Linked DNA regions of Sus scrofa: region 1 is linked to region 2. Evidence: chromatin contacts called from public Hi-C data. All regions are on one chromosome and are shown on one strand. Each heading gives the region's core, a stretch centred on a gene start, on an enhancer-like site or on the middle of the called end of the contact. The rest is flanking DNA. Distances are from core to core; before and after follow the strand shown. Region 1 has its middle 130 kb from the start of SGK1. Region 2 has its middle 47 kb from the start of ALDH8A1.

Region 1 (5,337 bases), core at 2,811-5,310, 500 kb before region 2:
ACATCAAAAATCCTATGCCATACCAAATGTATCCAGTTCATCCTATTTTTTTATCAGATAATTGGCTTCCTTTCTTTGAAAGCTTCCATATATTCATCTCTGACAATGTACTTCATAGATTTTAGGTGCTATGCTTGGTGGTAGGACATTTACAAAGGATAGTGTTTGATCACAGCCAGAACCTAGAATTGCAGAAAGTAACAGAGCATTGCAGGGGAACTTAGAGATCTTTTGGTCAAACCCTTCATTCTATAGATGATGATTTTGAGGCCCAAAGGGAGACTGACTTGCCCAATATTATATCGTAGTTAATGACATTCTCATTTTGAGTCTGGCTAATCACAGGTGTATATGAAATCTACGCAAAGAGTACCCAAAAGAAAAGATATAGCAAAATGTATCCATCAAGCAATAGAACAGCAGGTATTCACTGGCAGTCCAATCATTACTTAGGCACTGGGTTCAGGACTAAGCATCTGTCACATTTCTTTAGGCTCTGACTCATTATTTCTAGACCCAGCCTTTGGCCTCTTTAACAAATTTGCGTGAAGAGTTGTAGCTCCTCCTCTTTACTGACTACTCTTTTTCTTTTCCTTTACTGATTACAAAATAAGTCAAACAACCTCTCCCTATAAGTAACCTTCTTAATCAAAAGAGATAAACTCAGACAAACAGGATTCTGGTAAGCGATTGAGAATTTAATCGAATTTACGTCATAAGATTTTCGTGAAACTTGGTCCCTAAGCTCCTAAAGAGATCTGTAAAGATTTAGATGGAAGGATTAGACTTTTTCAGATGGGATGGGAAAATAACCTTTAGTTCAAATTATAATAATGTATTTGGAAGAGAAGCTGGCTGCTTTGGGAAGCTGGATACTTTGGGAAGTTATGTGCAATCAGAAATCACTTGAACTGTGACAGGTCAGCTATTGGATATGGTTAAACACATTTTAGTGGCTGTGTTTCTCATTTGATTTGGCTGTTCCTGCTACACTGTCATGTCTCTAAAGTGAAGACTTGACATTTGGACAGAAGCTGTTGAACTGTGTGAGGAAAGCCCAGTATGTTCTTCTAAAATTTTCCTATTTATTTATTTATAGTTTTAAAATGCCTATTCCTTATCTAGCCTATCATTTTATATTTCTATTTTTAATTTTTAATATAGGGTTTTACTATAGAGTTCTGCCTAGAATCCCTTCTCTGCTTTAGTTGAACAAAATACCAATATTTTAGCTTTTCTGGAAGGGCTCAAAGTGGAATACTTCTATTTTTACCCAGTGTGCCCTATTTTTATAATAAAATGGACCGCTGAAAGGCTTTTAAAGTGTAATATAAATTTGGGTTTTATTGCTAGGCATTCTAGATAGTGTGCAAACTTGAAATCTTAAGGAAAATAAAACTTCTATTTCTTTCTTTCTTTCTTTTTTTTTTTTTTTGTCTTTTTGCCTTTTCTAGGGCTGCTGCCACGGCATATGAAGTTTCCCAGGCTAGGGGTCTAATCGGAGCTACAACTGTTGTCCTACACCAGAGCCACAGCAATGCGGGATCCGAGCTGCGTCTGCAACCTACACCACAGCTCACGGCAACACCAGATCCTTAACCCACTGAGCAAGGGCAGGGACCGAACCTGCAACCTCATGGTTCTTAGTCGGATTCGTTAACCACTGCACCATGACGGGAACTCCAAAACTTCCATTTCTAAGGGTCTACATGTGAAGTGGTATTTGTTTAGTCTACCGATATAAATCACCACTATTTGGGTGAGGAAGGAGATACAGTCTAAATGAAAGACAATGAGTTTCACCTCTTTATCTCAAGGATTCAATATATATATATTTAAATCAACATCAGAGTAATAGTGAAACAATGGATTATTGTACCAGAGGTAGTGGGGTCTAATGGCTAAGAATGATAACACCCACCTTTGAATATCTTCACCGTTTCCTAGCTCTGTTATGTGGGACCCATGATTTAAGCCTTCCAAGCTTGTTTCTGGAATTTAAAGATGAGATAATAGTGGTACCTACCTCTTTGAGTTCTTAAAATAATTGAAAGGTACCTGTGAATTGTTTAACAGGGTGCTTCACACACTGTATGAAATCAGTAAGGGCTGGCTATTGTTACTGTTAACTGAAAACATTCAGGGAGGACGTTCTCATTGAAACCGGTGGCTACAAAAAAGCATTCAGAACAAGGGAGGCAGGATGTATCCTGAGTGTTCCGTTGGGGGCTGGACAGTTTTTTTTTTTTTTTTTTTTTTTTTTTGCATGTGCAAGTTTCCAGGCTAGGAGTAGAATCAGAGCTACAGCTGCCAGCCTATGCCATAGCCATGACAACATGACAACTTGGGATCTGAGCAGCATCTGTGACCTACAGAACAGCTCACGGCAATGCCTGATCTTTAACCCACTGATCAAGGCCAGGGATCGAACCTGCATCCTCATGGATACTAGCTGAGGTCGTTACTGCTGAGCCACAACAGGAACTCTGTTTGCTTGTTTGTTTGTTTGTTTTTGTCAACAGTGGGAACTCCTGGACTGTACGTTCATAGGACTGTGGACCTAGTTTCCAGAGGGTTCTGAGGATATTAACCCAAAGCAATCATTTGCAAGTAAAAATTTTCTTTAAGTCATGTTTTATCCTTTTAAAAATTTATGCGAATTTCATATTATATTCTATAATACACACTTGTAGGTGTTAACATAAGAGTAATACATTCCAAATTCTCAAGTACAATTTCTGCTCCTAGGGGCTGAGACCTACTTCTTCTGTGGCTTTTGGCACTTTGTCCTTTATGCCAGATGGAGAATCACAAGGGGGGATGAAAAAGAAGTCACATGCCGGCTGGAGGCAGGAGTTTATGTTGGACCTGGGGATAACTTTATAAAAAGGATGTTAAATGCAATATTCTAGTAGCATCCACCACAGTAGGTACTACATTGTGAGTGCTTTATAACTACCAGACACTGGGTTAGGCACTTTATAAACATTTCATTAAATCCTCACAATATCTGTGCACCAGCTGCTATCGTCTGCCTTTGTGGAGGAGAACATAGCAGTGGAAAGATGGGAGTCCAGAGGCAATGAGACTAGGATGTTAATGGGTCTGATTTCGATGTGATGATAATTTGGTGCAAGAGGGTAGCCATGCAAAGTCTTAAAAACACACTTTGGAGTTCCCATTGTGACACAGAGGAAACAATTCCAAGTATCCGTGAGGATGCGGGTTTGATCCCTAGCCTCACTGGGTGGGTTAGGGATCCCACGTTGCTGTGAGCTGTGGTATAGGTCAAAGATGCGGCTCAGATCCTGAGTTGCTGTGGTTGTGGCTGGAGCTGTAGCATGGGCCAGCAGCTATAGCTCCAATTTGACCCTAGCCTGGGAACTTCCATGTGCTTCAAGTGCAGCCCTAAAAAGCAAAAAAACAAAGCACGTGTTTTATTTTTTTCACTCAACAAAGACGTATTGAATGTCTGCTATACACCTGACAATGGTGAATAAGACACTGTTGTTGCTCAAAGCTGGACAGAAAGTTTGACTGGCAATCCTGGGGCTGTATGATGATTTTGGTGATAATACATTCAGGGTGTCTGGGAGCCCATAGGCAGTGACTTTGAGGATCTAGAGTATCTTTCATAGACATGGAGAGATGTTTTGAAGAATAGGTTTTTTTTTTTTTTTTTTTTTTTTTTTTTTAATCTTTTTGCCTTTTCTAGGGCCGCTCCCGTGGTATATGGAGGTTCCCAGGCTAGGGGTCAAATCGGAGCTGTAGCCATCGGCCTACACCAGAGCCACAGCAACTCGGGATCGGAGCTGCATCTGCGACCTACACCACAGCTCACGGCAACGCCAGATCCTTAACCCAGTGATTGAGGCCAGGGATCAAACCTGCAACCTCATGGTTCCTAGTCAGATTCGCTAACCACTGAGCCACCACGGGAACTCTGAAGAATAGAATTTTTAACTGAATGCAGGGCGTGATAGAATGTGATGGTGGCTAAAAACAAAGACTCTGATGACAGATTACTTGGGTTTAATTCTTCCCTCTTCACTGAGTTCTAGCAATGTGACCTGGAAAAAGTTACTTAATTCCGTTCTTTAGTTTCCTCATCTCAAAATGGAGATAAAAATATATTACCCCATAGAGTTTTTGTGAAGATTGAAATGAGTCAGTATATGAATTTTGAAATATGTCCTCACCCGTGAGAAGTTTTGGGCAATTATTTGCTTGTTGCTATGGGAAGTTGAAACAGAGGGAAGTTATGCAAACACGCAACGAGCTGGTGCTTACAGACATGTTCATCAAAGAATCAATATTTTTGAGGTTTTTCTCACTGTTATAGACCTCCTGTCCTCGCCCTAATGTTTAGGCCAGGTCAAAACTTGAATCTTGTTAGGGCTAGGTCGGCTAAGGAACTGAGTGAGTCTGTCAGGGACTGAGGTGACTGGGGCCCCCTGAAAAGGGGGCTGCTACTCAGCCCCAGCAAATTGTCACCCATGGAAATGACAGTCTGGGGATGCTGGATCTTCTGACATTTTAGAGAAACTGAACAACCATATATTTATGAAAAATTTTTCTAATTTTTAAAACTCTCTCGAGAGACAAAAAAAATTGTGTGTAGGCTGGATCCATCCTTTTGAGGCCTCTTGCTAGGTTTATGGTTGCCTCCAGGAATATATAATAGCTTTTTCTTTCAAATTTCCTACCAAAAAAAGAGGAATAGAGAAGTTGATGGACTCTGGGAAGATAATTTCAAAAAGGCTGTGGGTTTCTCAAGTCTGGGCCCTGGGGCCATCCAGGCAGAGTAGCTTTTCCGCATAGTGTAAACTGGGGTAGAACTGTGAGTGTGTGTGTGTGTGTGTGTGTGTGTGTGTGTGTCTAGGGAGCTGGTTATTAAATGCCCCACAGATGGTGGCATTTATTGTACTCTTAGTGTCAGGGAACAACTCACACTGGTTACACACGTAAATGACTATTTTTAGTACCATTCAGACGCTTATTGCTTTACCCTCAGACATACTCTTCAATATGGAAGAACTAAATGTAGCTAAAAGGGATGACATTTATTGATAACTTATGTGAAAAGTAACATTTCAGACTGTAATTTCAACGAAGATGCATTCTACAACCACTGAGCATCAAGCATCTGGTCCTATTTGTGACAAACACTGTGACTATGTTGGGGTTCAATGTGGGGTGGTGAATTTCAGGGCATGAAACTTTGATCTAATGAGCCTATGGCTTTATCAAATGATCTAATTAGCAAAACCTCATCGCCAAAACAAGAAACAACAAAATTGACCATAATTTTATTCAGGTAGTTCAAGTAGAGAATAA
Region 2 (5,290 bases), core at 304-2,803:
TAGAAGAGAAAGATTATAATGTGCACTCACAGAGCAGGTATGAAATATTCACTATTAGACTTTCGTTTCTCTGTTTAGCCTGAAGTCTTCCAGGGGTTTTCACTGCAGAAGTTCTCAGACCCTCCAATGTCAATCATATTCCGTAAGGAAGAGAAAGTATTGAGGGCTGGTTGCCCAACTTATGAAATCATTGAACTCTTCATGAGCAGCTTTAAAGGCCTGGGATATATGTCATTCAACTATAAATACACATTGTTATTATGAATTCCTTCCAAGTAATAAATTACACATTCTTGCCCCAAAGTTAGGGACTCTCTGAAAAACGAGTGGGACCTCGGGCATCTTACTTTTGTTTCTTTATCATCGTTAAGAAGTCTTAGAACGAATTTCTGGAGAGAACCTTGAAGAGTCTTATCACTCTGACTCACGTTTAATGTGCTTCATATCGACAGCACCACAGAAGAGCTAAAAAACTCCCACTTCCCCGCTGCCCAAGCCAAATAGAAAGCCATTTGAGGCACATCGAGTACTCAATTTTCCTGCTCATTACTTTTTTTAGATTGAGGTATAATGTGAGTAGACTATTAAGAAGCTTCCGGCTCCCACGGATGTGGCACAGAGAAGGTCGAATAGAGCCAGAAGGAAGTTTTGATGGTGCTGCTGACATCTTCAGGCAGTTCTATCACCCCCCCCTCCAAAAGACCTTAAGGATCTGCTAAAAAGTTTTGTTTGCAAATCTTTGTCGAGGACAATTTGTTTGCAAATGTTTGTAAAGGACAAAGCAAAGGACATGATTTTCTAGCCACTGAGAGGTGTGGGTGATTTATGTGAGCAGCCGGCCCAGTTCGTGAACTCCGGCCCAGCGTTGGCTGGTGCTACGCAAGGCTTCCCCCGGGACCTCTTGTGTTTCCTATTACTCGCGCTGTGCCTGGGCTCCGCGCGGGCTCGTTTGTCCTACGATTTTTATCTGTACGGTTTTCTTTAATCATAAGAGCTTGAAATGCAAGAACTGTGCATATTAGACCTCTTACAGAGTGAAGCGAAAACCAATCGTGGCCTTTTAGTACTTGCAATTCCAGGACAACAACAAACGCCGCTAAGTCTCCAGCAGTCGGCCGGCTCACTGCGCCTGTGCGGTGCAGCCGGGGGCGGGACCGGAGGCGGGGGCGGGGCCGCCGGCGCCGGGTGGGGGCGGGGCAGCGCGGTCCGGCCGGCCGGGTACCTCCGGCCCCGCCCGAACGCAGCGCTGGAAGGCGGGGCCCGCGGGGCTGCGGACGTTGGCCTCCGCCGCCCCGCAAAGGCCTCATGATTTCAAACTTTTGCTGAACTTGTAAAAGCGGCATTTGGATGATGGATTAATAAGAACACTGGAATTCCGTGAGAAGTTTCAAATTGGAGAATCTTGAACTTTTCATCCTCTCCAGAAGTTCTGCTGGTCACCTAATCACAGATGAATGAGGGCACCTGGCCAGCGGTCCAGAGCTGATGCAGGCCTATACTGGTGTGTCGGCAAGCATGATGAAGATGAAGAAAAAGTCGTCCCACAAAACACATCGGAGCAGTGTGGGCACCAGCACACCAGTTTCCCAGCCTCCGCGGAGCATCGTAGGCTGCAGGATTCAGCATGGGTGGAAAGAGGGAGAAGGCCCTGTCACCCAGTGGAAAGGAACCGTTCTGGACCAGGTGCCTGTAAATCCTTCTTTGTATCTTATAAAATACGATGGAGTTGACTGTGTTTATGGACTAGAACTTAATGAAGATGAAAGGGTTTCTGCGCTTGAAGTCCTCCCCGATAGAGTTGCAACATCTCAAATCAGCGATGCACACCTAGCGGACACGATGATTGGCAAAGCAGTGAAGCACGTGTTTGAGACCGAGGATGGCTCTAAGGCCGAGTGGAGGGGAATGGTCCTAGCCCGTGTCCCTGTAATGAGCACGTGGTTTTACATCACCTATGAGAAAGATCCTGTCTTGTATATGTACCAACTCTTGGATGATTATAAAGAAGGAGACCTTCACATTATGCCTGATTCTATTGATTCACCTCCAGCAGAAAGAGAACCAGAAGTTGTGGACAACCTGGTAGGCAAACAAGTGGAATATGCCAAAGAAGATGGCTCTAAAAGGACTGGCATGGTCATCCATCAAGTAGAGGCCAAACCGTCTGTCTGTTTCATCAAGTTTGATGATGATTTCCATATTTACGTCTACGATTTGGTGAAAACAACCTAGGTGTCATCACGAACTTTGCCAAATTTGTGGAACTATTAAATGTATAATTTGTAGATGTAAAGATTTGATTGCTTTCCATTTTAATGACAACTTAAATGTCCCTGCGATCTCACAATCTGCCAGCAGAACTGGTTTTGTTCTGAATAGCATAGATTTCTGTGAATACAAAGTATATTGTGTAAGGAACTCCTTCCTCTTAAAAGAAGTCTGTCTGTTTGGAGAGGAGGTACAGGCAATTTCAGTTTAAAAAAAAAGGTTGAGTTAGTATCATAGTCATTTAAAACTGTAATAGACTTTATCAGTTTTCCCCTTCACTCTAACATTCTCTTAATCTACCACAATTCAAGCATGGTTTGGTATTTTTGTTGTTCCCTTTGTTTAGATAAATATGTATCATTACCTATTTATCTCTCTGTGGATATGCATGTATTTTATATGTATGTGTACACAGATACATATACACATGTAATCTGTTTATATGTATATATACACAGATAAATGTGTGTATATATATACATATGTGTGTGTATACACACACACATACATCTGTATACACACGCCACTCTTCGTTGGCAGTTCTTTCTTTGTGGATTGGGACAGGGGTAAATAATTTTCTCCAATTCAACAGGAATGCTTGACCATGTCAGTCATATTTAGTATATTACAGCTATTTATCTACAATTAAATTTGGGCACAGAAAGCACATGGGAGTGTTCGTCTTGTTTTGAAGGAAGTGCAGAGTAACTTTTCGGTCTGAAAGTCCAGACATGAATCACTTGTGAACCAAAAATGACCCCCATTAGAATTGTAGCAAGCATATAGAAATCTAGGTAAAATGCTGCCTTTGATTCTAAGCTTTAAACTTCTTTTGTTGACATTTTCTATGATAAATACTTCTTTTTTTAAGTGAAACCCAGGAACTTGGTCCACACAGTGTAATGCAGTGTTTTGGGCAGCACATGTGGTCTATTATTTGTGCAAAGCGGTAATCTGAATTTTAGTACATGATTTAAAAGGCAACAGTGGATCAGTGGTTTGGGTAATTGGGTAAGTTCCCCAGAGAATATAGTGCTTTTATATTAGTAATGTAATTTAAAGAATGGTGCTGTTGCTTTCTTACAAGTTGTCTGGGACACTTTTATATTTATTCCTATTGTTGCTGATAGTATGATTAGGTCAGAAGGCTTTCTTCCCCCGGCTTTACCACAAAGAATATCTGGACAAATAACAGCTGGAATCCCTGATACCTTTGGGTGCTGCATCTTCTTGCTGCAGGTGTGCTGTTGACGTGGACTCGTGTCATTGAGCGGACTCTGCCACATCAAGGTCGGTCACCTACGCTAGCTTGTGGAGATGACGACAGCAGCCTTTGGCTGCAGAATCCTTTTGTGACTTATTCCTGGAAGGTTGCTTTAAACCAAAATAGAACTGCGGTTGGTTTAGCAGTGAAATGCCATCTGTCAGTTTGTTTTGGATGAGCCCTGGCATTTTGAAAGCTAGGAGAAAGGCAGTAAGTGGAAAGGCAGTATTGTGGCCATTGGAAGCCCTGAGATTTGGTTGGAAGGTTAACTGCCCATGCTGTCAATCAAACACCATCGGTCCTGCAGCCTCCCTGATGGCTGTTCTTGATGTTAAGAGATTCGATAGTTTCAGGGCGTGGCTGTGAGTGGCTCCTGATGCCCATTTCCGCCCTCAAGAAAGCCGTCCTTGAGCTCCTGGCTGGTAACCACCTGCATCCTGTAAAGACAGCACCCCTTTCTCTGCAGTGTGCCCCATACCTTCTGGGGGCAGCCAGGGGCGAGCTTCTCCAGGTAGCGAGTTCCCAGTTCTGAGATAGCCCTCCTGTGCTTGAACAAGTGCTGCCCTCTGTCACCTGTTTTCCTGATGGCTTATCTTGTAAGAATCCCCACATGTGAATCTCAAGGCCCAGCCTGGCTCCCAGCGCCCAAGCAGACACGTGTGGCCCAGAGAAGGAACATGTCCCTCATGCACTGAGCAAACACGATACAGTGACTTGGGGCTGAAAAAGAGAGGCCTCTGGAAGCAACCCCACAGCTGGGTCAGTTGCAACTCTCTAGCATTGCTTAGGGACTTGCACTGTTGTTTCTCTGCAGGTCACTTAGCACCTTTAATGCCACACAAGCTGCCACAGTCTAGATGAATGTGACATGTGATTATTATTATCATTATTTTAATCATTGTTTCCTTTATTGCTTTTCGGGTAAAGGAAGGGGAGGGGGTTTGTTGTTTTTTCATTTTCTTCCCCGTTCTTTATTCTCTCTGTGGATTAAACCACACTTCCTGACGCTGTGACAAACTCTGCCCCTCAGCCAAGTGTTTCGGTCTTCCTTTAGGCTCATATTTCAGAACCCTGTGTATAGCTTGTGTTTTCCTGGCATCCGAATATTGATTCCTTCTTCAGAGAATCCAGTGTTAATTTCCAACATTATCATCGTGGGACCTAAGACAAGATATGACTCTCTGTATAAAATGTATTGGCATTTTTCACTGACCTGTTAAGTATGATTGTGTTGTGTGTCTGTGTGTGCACACGAGGGCGCGCATGCATGCGTGCCTGCCTGTGTGTGATGTCTGGGTGCTTGTAAAGCGTCAAAGGAAAACCTTAAAAGCAGGCCATCCTTTTTTGCATGTTAGTCTAAGTAGAATGTTCAACGTAACTCACTAAAATTGCTGTTAAAGACATTTAGATTTTCTTATGGTCTTTGTTTTATTTTCAGTTTTCTGTGTATTGGTTTACTGTGCTGTTTAGTGGTTATAGATAAAAATGCACTGATGAGACAAATGTAATGCCAGCAGAAGGTGGTTTTTCAGTTGTAAATGTCATACAGTATTTGAAGGGACTGCACATTCTGAAAACAATCAGTAGCTTCTAAACCAGATTTCATTTCTGTTACTCTTTGATGCGCCAAACCCCGAAGTGCCTTGAGCTTGAATCTCTGAACACTGTGGACTCCGCTAGAAAATTATTTTGATTGTCACAAATTGTAGTGACTATAAACATTCTTAAACTGATTGTCTTTAAAAAAAAAAAAAAGTT

Evidence for each region. A called contact is a pair of places that touch in the nucleus more often than the background predicts.
Region 1: a contact with region 2 is called in a Hi-C map of embryonic fibroblasts, with 2.0 times the contacts expected there. The contact joins two enhancer-like sites. A contact is called at or near these places in 1 of 47 Hi-C or Micro-C datasets (embryonic fibroblasts) and 1 of 2 datasets of contacts at active chromatin or transcription factors (alveolar macrophages).

What each region holds. Positions count from the first base shown.
Region 1 is chr1:29,610,909-29,616,245 of Sscrofa11.1, reverse strand. No RefSeq gene overlaps it. Among named protein-coding and RNA genes, the nearest start is that of SGK1, 130 kb to the left of the region's middle. Within about 2 kb of position 4,060, at least 7 of the 83 cell types and tissues checked have an H3K27ac peak or open chromatin away from gene starts, as enhancers often do. A contact at or near this core is called in alveolar macrophages and embryonic fibroblasts, where this site is marked.
Region 2 is chr1:29,104,919-29,110,208 of Sscrofa11.1, reverse strand. It overlaps the pseudogene LOC110260030. Among named protein-coding and RNA genes, the nearest start is that of ALDH8A1, 47 kb to the right of the region's middle. Within about 2 kb of position 1,553, at least 56 of the 83 cell types and tissues checked have an H3K27ac peak or open chromatin away from gene starts, as enhancers often do. A contact at or near this core is called in alveolar macrophages and embryonic fibroblasts, where this site is marked.